2 separate regions of the Ovis aries genome follow, and region 1 is linked to region 2. A link is a contact called in public Hi-C data. All regions are on one chromosome and are shown on one strand. Each heading gives the region's core, a stretch centred on a gene start, on an enhancer-like site or on the middle of the called end of the contact. The rest is flanking DNA. Distances are from core to core; before and after follow the strand shown. Region 1 overlaps APBB2 (amyloid beta precursor protein binding family B member 2). Region 2 overlaps APBB2 (amyloid beta precursor protein binding family B member 2).

Region 1 (5,533 bases), core at 2,148-4,647, 180 kb before region 2:
TCTGGGCCTCAAAGGACAAATTGCTGGCACATCAGAGTAGTAGGGTGAGGCAGTCTAGGCAGATGGAATAACACCAAAAGAAGCATGAAACTGTTGAGAAGATGTGAAACTCTTGGCAGTAATTCCTAATGAGCCTGACTTTGCTGTGTCCAGCTTTTTTCTAGGAAAAAGTCTAATGTTGGTGAAGGAGCATATGTTCCCTAAGATCATAAGCATTCTTTTACTGATTTTAAGATGGAATGGAAGGTAATTAAAGTAACTACAGACCTGGCCAGGTACCTCCCTACTGCTCTGAATAGACCATGCTTTATGTATGATTTTCTCAGCACTCTCTCAGATTACACAGTTTATTACTGAATTTGCAGATTTAAGTTCTGTATTAATGCCTGTAGTATATTATTAAGGTGATTAGTTATATGACAACCTTAGACTGGAGAATGGTAAGCAGATTTAGCTTGCTAAAATTCACCAGATCAGAGTGCTAAGAAAATACAGGGCAGATGGAACTTGGCCAAAAATCCCACGTTCTTGATTTAAAAGCTGTGTAACATCAGTCAAATCATTTGACCTCTTCATGCCTCAAATTTCCCCATTTAAAAAGATAGGCATAGAAATAGTTCCTACTTCAGGATGAAAGATTAGTGGAAAGCACCTAGCAAAAGCATTATCCGTTATTATAATAAAAACGTTCCAGAACTTTTTTCAGTAAGGAAATGCAGTAAGTCAGTGGTTCCCAGCTGTGGGACTGTTGTGAATCAGTATCGTTTGGGTCCAGTTAGAAAAGTGAAGATCCATGGACATGTCCACTGACCTAGTACATCATCTGCATACCTGGGCTTTGGACTTTGTATTTTTTGGCAGGAACCCCCGAATTTAGGAACCTTGCTCTTGGGCTGAGTAGCATTTTGGTCTTTTTTTTTTTTTTTTTTTTTAAACTTCTTCTTTGCTATGCAGTATTTTGAACATTGGCCGTTGGTATTTGTTGAGCCTGTGAACTCTTCAGGTTTTTAATCCTAGAGATCATTGTGTAACTTTTCTCTCCTGTACCTTCCTTTCCTTTCTCTTTGTCCTCCTTTCCTCATCCCCCGCACCTCCATCCCGTATTGAATTTTTAGACTGTTGGGTTAACTACCTTCTGGACAGCCTAGTTCTCATGCCCTCCCCTCCCCTTAAATAGATTTTTAAAGGAAACTTTGTGAAGGCAGACGTTTGGCATGTTCAGTTTAGTTTCTAAAAAAAATAGAATTCAATTTTTTTTATCCTTTAAAAAAATGGCTACAGGAAATGATTCTAAAATAACTGATATTCCCCTTGTTAAAACTGAGGTTGTGTTTGGATGGATTCCAGCATATGTTCGTATTCCTTGGGTGGGGGAGGAGGGAGGTATGGAGAGTGTTCTCCATGCCAAAAAACACAAATCGTAATCCCTCAGACCCAAGAGTGCCTTTCATTGGTGGCAGTTATTTGGCATATTGTAAAATGTAGCCTGGAGATTTAAGAAATAAAATGTTTACTGTATTTGGATCAATTCAAATATTCCTTTTAACTTTCATGTGTGGCTATTTTGGTGGAAAAAGAAACCATTATATTGCAGCAGAAGCATCCTTGCTGCTTAACTTTTCCTGAGTCGGCTCTTTGCATCAAGTGGCCAAAGTATTGGAGCTTCAGCATCAGTCCTTCCAATGAATATTCAGGGTTGATCTCCTTTAGGATGGACTGGTTAGATCTCCTTGCAGTCCAAGGGATTCTCAAGAGTCTTCTCCAACACCACACTTCAAAAGCATCAATTCTTCCTTGCTCAGCCTTCTTTATGGTCCAACTCTCACATCCATACATGACCACTGGAAAAATCAAAGCTTTTACTAGATGGACCTTTGTCATTAAAGAGATGTTCTTGCCTTTTAATACATTGTCTAGGTTGGTCATAGCTTTTCTTCCAAGGAGCAAGCGTCTTTTAATTTCACGACTGCAGTCATTGTCCTCAGTGACTTTGGAACCCAAGAAAATAAAATCTGCCATTGTTTCCACTTTTTCCCCATCTGTTTGCCATCTGGTGATGGGACTGGATGCTGTGATCTTAGTTTTTTGAATACTGAGTTTCAAGCCATCTCCTTCACTCTTCTCTTTCACTCTCACCAACAGGCTCTTTAGTTCGTCTTCACTTTCTGCCATTAGAGTCTGCATATCTGATGCTGTTGATATTTCTCTTGGCAGTCTTGATTCCAACTTGTGATTCATCCAACCCGGCATTTTGCATGATGTACTCTTCATATAATTAAGTAGGATGATGATAGACAGCCTTATCCTTTGTACTCTTTTTCCAATTTTGAACCAAGTTTGCTTTCAAAGAACAGTTTTTAGAACATTAGAAAGCATAAATTCCTCCCCTTCCAAAGTGTTGCAACCCTCTTTACTTGAGAGCATGACAGGGGACATTACTGTATGAAACCTTTTCAAAATTGTCATGTCTCCACAGACTTCATTGGGTGCCAGTTTCGCTTATAGATTTCAGTTGCTGGTGATGTGTAACTTAAAACACAGTCCTCATTATTTCAAATAACTTATACTCCCTTCTCCCAAATATTTTAAGATGTGAAGTTATCAATACTCTCAATCTAAGTTTTTAAAATAAAATTTCCCACACCACGAAAGGAATGTTTTCTGACATATTCTTGCCTGGTCCTCCTGATCATTGTGAGAGAGAAATTTCAGAAGTATTGAATTGGCTTGGCTAATACTTCTGGAATCAGGCTTAGGAAGGACAAACTTTCCCTGCGATATTAAAATGGGGAAAAAGTGCTAACCATACATTTAAGATTCTCAAACAGTGGCAGTATCTATGGGCACATTTTGCCAAAGATACTGAGTGAAGATAAAGAACAAAGTAGCACCCAGTCAGGGTTCCCAGTAAGAAAGGATTTCAAAATCAATGAATCTGATCTAATTCTGTTTAGTCTGTCATTGAGAAAGATAATTTTGTGATTTCAGCAAGACTGTGCCAAATTTGATTAGCAGGTCAGAGTTCATTCTATCAGACTGCTAAATTTAAACTTACTGTCGTTACCTTACAAATGACTTTCCAAGAGTCCCTAGAACAACACTCACTACCAAGCTTTGATTTCATTGTGAAATAGCAACAAGAATCTGATTCCTTTTGCCCTCTGTGGACATTAACCTTTAGTATCAGAGCAGAGGCACAGAAGGGGATGAATAAACTGTCGATATTGTCTTTCCTCCAGGGTCCAGCCATGGAAATAGATAGCGGGGAAGGAGAAGTTTGGGGTGGAAAAAATATGCGTTTTTTTCGGGCGCCTGACTCCTGAGATGAGGCGGGACGGGGCCATTGTGTTGATCCTGACCGCTTACAAAGCTGGCTCACATTGTCCTTGGATGCAGCTTTTTTCTTAGCGGCTTCACAGTTCCTGCCTTTGTGGTCCTGCTGCACAGTAGGCACGGGGTGACGCAAGGGAACTCAATGAAGGCTTTTCAGGGAGCATTTCTGAGTTCGTCACTGCCATCTGTCTTCTCCTCTCCCTTACTCATCAGGCTGTTCACATCTGTGGGACTCCTAGGTTTCCGACTGGCGTGGTGTGGATGCTATAGGTGAATGCTGAGAAAGAAGTGAAGAGGAGCAGTGTTCGTATATGTCACTTAGAGGAAGTGAGGAAAAGTCTTGCTTACCCCTCACGCTTGTATCTGGCATAAGAGATGAAGCATTAGGATTATTTTATTTTAGTTGTTGGTGACTCTCTTCTTTCCTTTCCTTCCTGTTCCTTCCTTTCTTTCTTTCAAACAATGTTTTATTAAAGTATAATGGACCTACAACACTGTTAGTCCTAGGTACACAACATAAAGATTTGCTGTTTCTGTACTTTACAAAATGACCCCACTCTGTTTCTTAATTTTTGAAATCAATAATATCTCTTCCCTAAAACTTTTGGAAGGAGGAGGCTCAGACTTGATGTCTGATCATTTGGTAGATTATTTACTGCCAACGATGGGGTGAGCACGCGTCCCTCGTCTCACCCACAGGTGGCTCACAGTTGCCAGTGTTGTTTTCTCTTGTTGAAAACCTCTTGCCCTGCTTCGAGCAGTGGAGCCGTGCTGTCATCAGCAGGACAAGTACAGGACCAGAAAGCTTTTGGCACGACAGGCGGTTTGTGTTCACGGCACCTGCTGCCCGCTCACACTGCAGCCATTGTTACTCCGGCAGAGCGGGTTATGGGCAGAGCCTCAGCTAGTTTAGCCCAGCTTTGAGTCTCTGCTTTTCTTTTCCTGCATGCATTTCATTTTTGACGGAATACATTTCTTGTCTTGTTCTACTCGTTTTGCTAATATGAATTTAACCTGTGGTGGAGTATGTGCCGAGATGTAGTGGTGGATAGAGCACTTGGTCACAGTGGAGCTGGTGATCTGGACTTATCCCTGCCCCACCAGCTGTGTGGCCTTGGAAGACACATTTGACCTCTCTGGGCCACCGTGTCCTCATTTGTAAACTGAGGACGTTGGCTTCTTAGAGTGATGGACTGCCAGGTACCCCAGTTTTAGTGGAAGTGTTAGTTGCTCAGTTGTGTCTGGCTCTTTGTGACCCTATGGACTGTAGCCCACCAGGCTCCTCTGACCATGGAATTCCCCAGGCGAGAATACTGGAGTGCCATTCCCTTAAGATTCCACCATTGTGTTTTGTGTTTCCTGAGATGCCAGAAATATCAGAAATGGCATGTGGCAGTGTTTACTAAGGGCTCTGCTCCTGTGAAATCTTAAGTGACATCAGGACATTTTTAATAAATGACAGTTGTATAGCATGGCTAGTGATAGAGAAATTTAGATGCATTAGTTAAGGGAGACAGGTTTTCTTTGTGACAGGTTTGCAAAATCAGTAAAAATTTCTTGTTCCTAGAAAAGTAGTTGTTCAGCCCTGGGGGTGTTATTGGACACTTGGCTTTTGAACTTCTAAGTTAAGAATTACAAAGTTCAGATAAATGAAGTCTTTTTAATTTTAGCTCTTATTCTTCAGATAAGAGGAAGCCTACAAAGAGGCTAGTATATTATATTGATATTCCATTTCTGATTCACGTTCCCATACTGTTTAATAAGAAAAACTTTATTTAAAAATATGCTAAAATGATAGATATTAATTGTAGAAAACCTGGAAAAACACTAAGAGGTAAACACAAATATGTCTAATTCCATGATCCAGAAATAGCCATTATTGTTCATGCTTTGAAATCTTTAGATTATATACACTCAGTTTGTAGAACAAAACTGGCATTATACCACAGATAGATACCTTGATATCTTGCTTTTTTCCTGCTGTGTTCCTTTTGAAATTATTTTTGCCACAGAGGTTTCAAATGAAGATGGAGATTAATGTAATATTATGCTTGGCACACTTGTGTCAGGGTCTGTGACTTACAGAAATAGAATTGTGGACCTAGTATCTGAAGGTAACATATGTTTTGTTCTCTCTTGAATCAATATTTGACAGAATACCAGACCACCTGACCTGCCTCTTGAGAAATCTGTATGCAGG
Region 2 (5,637 bases), core at 2,363-4,862:
GGAGGCACTGCTGCCATTCAGTGCACAAGTGGTCAGACAGCTGGAGGAAAAAGTAATAAACCTGCCTGGCAATTTTATGTATGCTGTAGCCTTTACTTTTAAAGTCACCCAACAAGTTGCTGATTCAAGAGCATGCCCCCCCGCATACATTCTCCATTTTGTAATGTGATTAAACTGTTGAATATTGGAGATTGCATTGGTTTCATCACCGGTGTTTCCCAGTGCTTCTTAGAAAAACAAAATTGAGGTTATCACAATGGCCTGTAGCTTTCTTAAAATATAAATTGATTAATATATTTATAAAATATAAATATAAAATCTAAATTAAAATTCAAGTTTTAATGTTTTATTTTTGCCTTTTTGGAGAGGGCTGGGGACGTTAAGCCTGTGGCTTCTCAGTAGTGATTGTGAATTATGCTGCTTTGTACTTTGTGCACACTGTAAAAGGAAGTAGTGTTCTTAGATTATATTTCATATCTTAAAATTTTAATACCCCTTTTTATAATTTGTAAGAAAATGCACATTTTATTGTGTAAGTGTGTCAAATGAGACCTTCGTATGATATTTTAAATATTCTGTAGCCAGGTCATATGATTAACTTCAATCATATGTATTGTATAGGTGTGAATGGATGAATTCATATTTACAAATACCAATTTTCCCTCTGGATAATTTTTAGTGGCTTACATCTCATGCCCTTTAGTCTTTAAATTTGTCTTTGCAGAGTCCTCTTGACTGTTTTGATTTTGGTTAACAGTCTGTGAACAGGGAGGCATAATTTCCCTTTTATTTTCCACCATCATCAGATCAGTTCCTTTTGCATACTTTCTTGAGGACCTGAGGCAGAGCAGTCTCTAAAGAAGGGTGCCTGAAATAATACTTAGACTTCATAAGCTATTTTGTTCTCGTTTCATTTCTACTTTAATGGCCTAGCTGCATGACATAAAGCAGCCACATGCTGTTTAAAGAGATGCCACAAACTCAAACCAGTGTGTCCTCATCTGAGGCTTTGCTTCTGAATGGACATGTGAGTGGCCAACATGCTCATCTACTTTTCTTGATCTAAATAAAAACTACCTTTTTAGTAAAAATCACATTTGGGAATCTTAGTTTTTCAGTGAAGTGCGCTGTGGTTGATGCCATTTCAAAATGTATTTTCTCCACAGTCTTTTCCCCTAAAGCCACATTTGAATGAAGAAATTAATAGTGACTAGTAACCGAGATTTACTGAGTGGTTATTACGTGCCTGGCTTTGTGCTGAGCCCTGTGTTCCACATCAACTGTATGGTGTAGAAGCTGTCATCAGTTCTGTCATAGTAAGCAGACAGGCCATTAGAAATTAAGCCATTTGTCTGAGATGACACGGCTAGCCAGCGTTGGAGCTGAGATTCAAGGCTATTGACTGACTCCAGAGCTCTTGTCAGTAATATAGCCTTGAAACAAATTTAGTTGAGTAAGCCTAGCAAAGACTTATGTCCCCAGTGAGTTTAAATTAAGAAATATTGTGTTGCGCTTATGCCAAAATACTGGATAAAAATACACAAAGTATGTAGTATTATAAGGCCCAAATTTAAGGACCGTTTAAATTGTGAGTTCTTGGAACATTTACTCAAGAATTTTCAACAGGAAAATCCTCAGTTACAAAGAACTCTCTATTTCAAAAACATGAAAAATCTTAACTTTTTTAAAGGAAAATATAGGAGAAAGAGTTAGAAAATCAACACTCTCAAAACTGTCAAGAGTTTTATTAGATGTCAGAAGACTGCAACCACAGGAAAGCTCAATGGAGTAAAATGTGTAATTTTTGTGAGGCTGTGATAGACACTTCAGAGTCCTAGATAGGCCTTGCAAATAAATATAAGAAAGAGCAGAGGCGCTGAGACTGGGGCAAGCTTTCCTCCCCTCTGTCGGCAGGCCAGCAGGTCAGAATTCTGAGAATTCACAGATTTGGGGCATTTAGGGCTCATCCCCTTGTCTCCATAGTTATCATTTTTGCCAGTTCCTTTGACTTAGGACAGTTTCAAACCACCTTCTAAGCAGCCTCCATGTGCTGCCTGGAAGCCTCAGCAAACCTATAATAAATGATCCTGACCTGGAGTCCTGGCTCTGTGCTCTTGTCGCCAGAAGTCAATGATGAAGCTGGAGGGGATGAAGAACTTTCTTGCTGTTTCCTGACAACAAAGTTCTAGGTCCAGAAAAAATAAAGGGGCTAAGTAGTGAGTAAGAGAAGAAGAGAGAGAGAGAGAGTCAATGGAAGCAGACCACTGGTGAGCAGAGAAACGGTTTTAACGCTAAATTCATATACAGCAGTTTGGACCTAGGAGCCTGGCTCCTTTGGGAATAACATTGCTCAGAAAGAGTAGCCAGCAGCAGCTGCAGCTGAGACTTCAGAAGAGAGAGGTTTTTCTTCTCCAAGAATGGGAGCATTGTGCAGATTGCTTTTCTGATTTTGAAAACACAGACCACACAAGAACTTCACGAGTTTTCCTTTGCATAGAGGGTGAATTCTTAGCTCTTATGGAGTTAAGTCTTATTCTGGACCACTCATCTCTCATTCACGTGACCTTCTGCTGTAATGACATGACGGCCTCTTTCCTGCCACAGGGACTTTGCACTTGAGATTCCCTCTTCCAGGAATGCTGTTCCCTAGTCTCTTCCCAAGGCCAGCCCCTTCTGTTTGGGGGTGACATTGTTCTTTCTTCAGACTATCCTACCAAATAGCCCATCACCAGACACAACTGACGCCATTATCCGTAAATTGCCTCTTTTATTCATTGCTGTACATTCTCAGCTTCTAGAGTAGTGCTTGGTATGTAGTAGAGTCGCTCTGTGCACGAGAATGCGTGAATAAGTGGGTGAATGAATGAATGATGAAGTATAATTCACATTTTCTGTTTTCTGAAGCCAGGAGTCAGATGGCATTTGGTAGATAAGAATGATTACCTTTTGTTTTCCCAGACCAGTCATTTTTAAAAAGTCTGGTTCCCAAAGCCAACAGCATGAAATCAGTAGCACCTGGGAACTGTTAGAGATGCAGAGTCTCAGGCCCCACCTCAGAGCGACCGAGTCAGAAGCTTGGGGTGGGGGTGGAGGGTGGGAGGCTGGCACCCGACGATCTGTGTTCTAGCAGGTTCTCCAGGTGACTGATGCTTGAGAACCCAGGTCTCGGATGCAGGGTCTGGCTAGGTCTATCTGATGACCTGTGTGCCCCCAGCCCTGGAACCATGCCTGGCACAGAGTAAGCAGGAAATGTTTGTGGAAGGAGTTCATCTGTCTCCTCTTTGTTCACAAGGTCCTCACCCCCTGCCTTGCACATTGAGGCACTGGGCACACAGCAGCTGTTGAGGAAGGGAGTGAGGGCCATTCAGAGGACCAGAGGGAGACTTTTGTGCTCTGTGCTGCAGACGTTACCAAATTTAGCATCCCAGCTCACCCATCCCTCCTTCCTGTGGCCTCCTGAGCAGAAAGGGAAATTTCCAGCTGCTGCTAGATGCTCATTTGTTTCCATTTGACCCTTCGGTTCCTGCTAGTGAGCCCAAGGGAGAGGGTGAGGAGAGGCTGGCTTGCCTCACTCACAGACCCAACTGCGGAGGAGAGCCCAGTCCCAGGGGTGGAGCCAGGCCCGGGCACTGGCGCCCAGAGGCGGCTGGAAAGGCGGGTCCTTGCTGCTCACAGACAGGCCCCTTGTTCCTTTGCCAAGTATCACTCTTGGCCCAAGAGATTCTCAGCACAAGAGGGACTTTCTTGGGGCTGTCAGCCTTGCTATTTTTATACTCGGACTTGCAGGCCCTGCTTCTGGGACAGAACTGCACACAGTGAAGTGGGCCACTTGGAAAGGACACCTGTACCTTTCCACACCTACCAGTGAACCTCTTCTCCTTGAAGGCACCTTCAGTAAGAGGCAGGGATGCAGCGATGACAGGACAGAAGACCATAAAGCTTCTTAGGTGTGAGATCCTGTGGGGAAGGGCGGAGGGAGAAACAGGTGGGATCTCAGCCTCCGCCGTGTGTCTGGGGGTGGAATTTGAAGCTCAGGCTTCTAATGGGAGAGGCTGCAGATCCACAGACCAGCTGAGGTGGCCTGAGTTTACTGGATGCAGATTTAATGAGGGAGTAAAGGAGGGAGGCCCCTATGCAAAGCCTGCAATGGCAGTGTCCTGGCGTTGATGTACCCAGGCTCCAGGGTGGGTCCTGGTGTGCTCAGTTACCAGCTCTGTAACCCTGGTCAGGTCAGCAGGCCTCAGACTCGAAGCCATTGTGTTCTTTCTTTTGTTCCCATCCCCATTTACTCATGTTCTGAATTCCCCCAAGCTGATCTTACTCAGGTCTCTGAAAAAATGGCATCCGTTTCTACACTGGGACCTAGTTTACCCCTTGGCCTTAAACCAAACTGCAGAAACAACCCTCACACACCCCGCCCCCCCAACAAGGAGACAAGACAGAGGAGTGTATGCACATATTTGCTTCGAGTTGTTTGTGAAAGATTTGGGTAACTTGAAATTATTTAATCATGCTTAATTTCCTGTAGGGGGAGGGGAAGTTTCCATCATAATTTGAGACAAGCGGCAGTTTTGCCTCTGACAGATTTAAATGAGAAAAGCAAATGCTGGGATGCCAAACACCCTCATGAATGCACATCTGTGCCATCATCTTAATCAACGTCTTTGTTTGGCTTCTTTTTTTCATCTTGGCGACGGTAGCAGTCTCAGTGACATGATGCGGTGACATTTGCACAGGGCAAGGCCAGCCCAGTTTCTTTGAATTGCTGTACTGGCTCCAGCCTCTTATGAATGGCCACGTAAGAAAGGGCCTCTCCTCAGAATAAAGTGATCCCCCAATGTAGAATGCAAATTGATTATGTCTTCCTACCTATGTATGTTCATCCAGCTGCTTGTAATTTCTCCATCATGCCTCTCACTCTATGGATTTCTTACTCTGCTTCCTCTTCTCTCCTCTCTTCTCTAGTACTTTAGCCCATTTTATAAGAAAGCCCAAAATGAGATATTTAAAAGCAAATAATCATCCAGTAAACTAATAAAATATTGATATGGTCCAGAGATGGCAGAAATTGCCCAGTAGATGTATTTTATTTGTCCCACCCCGCACACACACATACACACATACATACACACAGTGCATAAAGAATTATTTTTTTAATTTAAAGGCCTTTGGACTTTGTACATGCTTACTGGATTGCCTCATAGCTCAGTTGGTAAAGAATCCGCCTGCAATGCAGGAGACCCCGGTTCGATTCCTGGGTTGGGAAGATCCACTGGAGAAGGACTAGGCTACCCAGTCCAGTATTCTTGGGCTTCTCTTGTGGCTCAACTGGTAAAGAACCTGCCTGCAATGTGGGAGACCTGGGTTCCATCCCTGGGTTGGGAAGATCCCCTGGAGAAGGGAAAGGCTACCCACTCCAGTATTCTGGCCTGGAGAATTCCATGGACTGTATAGTCCATGGGGTTGCAAAGAGCTGGACACGACTGAGCAACTTTCACTTTCACCGGTTTGCCACAGTCCCCACCATTCTCTATTGTGTTCCACACTATGCTCATTCCTGTATTTACATTATTGTTCTGTTTTTAGAGTTCCTTTTTGAATTCTGAGGCTTTATCAGTCTGTCTTCTTTGGGGATCT

The links. Hi-C and Micro-C count contacts between places; a contact is called where the count stands out from the background.
Region 1: a contact with region 2 is called in a Hi-C map of hypothalamus, with 1.7 times the contacts expected there. The contact joins two enhancer-like sites. A contact is called at or near these places in 3 of 16 Hi-C or Micro-C datasets (hypothalamus, skin fibroblasts and tail adipose tissue).

What each region holds. Positions count from the first base shown.
Region 1 is chr6:60,728,070-60,733,602 of ARS-UI_Ramb_v3.0, reverse strand. All of the region lies in intron 2 of APBB2 (amyloid beta precursor protein binding family B member 2), which reads left to right. Among named protein-coding and RNA genes, the nearest start is that of APBB2, 78 kb to the left of the region's middle. Within about 2 kb of position 3,397, at least 14 of the 54 cell types and tissues checked have an H3K27ac peak or open chromatin away from gene starts, as enhancers often do. A contact at or near this core is called in hypothalamus, where this site is marked.
Region 2 is chr6:60,550,511-60,556,147 of ARS-UI_Ramb_v3.0, reverse strand. All of the region lies in intron 7 of APBB2 (amyloid beta precursor protein binding family B member 2), which reads left to right. Among named protein-coding and RNA genes, the nearest start is that of NSUN7, 170 kb to the right of the region's middle. Within about 2 kb of position 3,612, at least 24 of the 54 cell types and tissues checked have an H3K27ac peak or open chromatin away from gene starts, as enhancers often do. A contact at or near this core is called in hypothalamus, where this site is marked.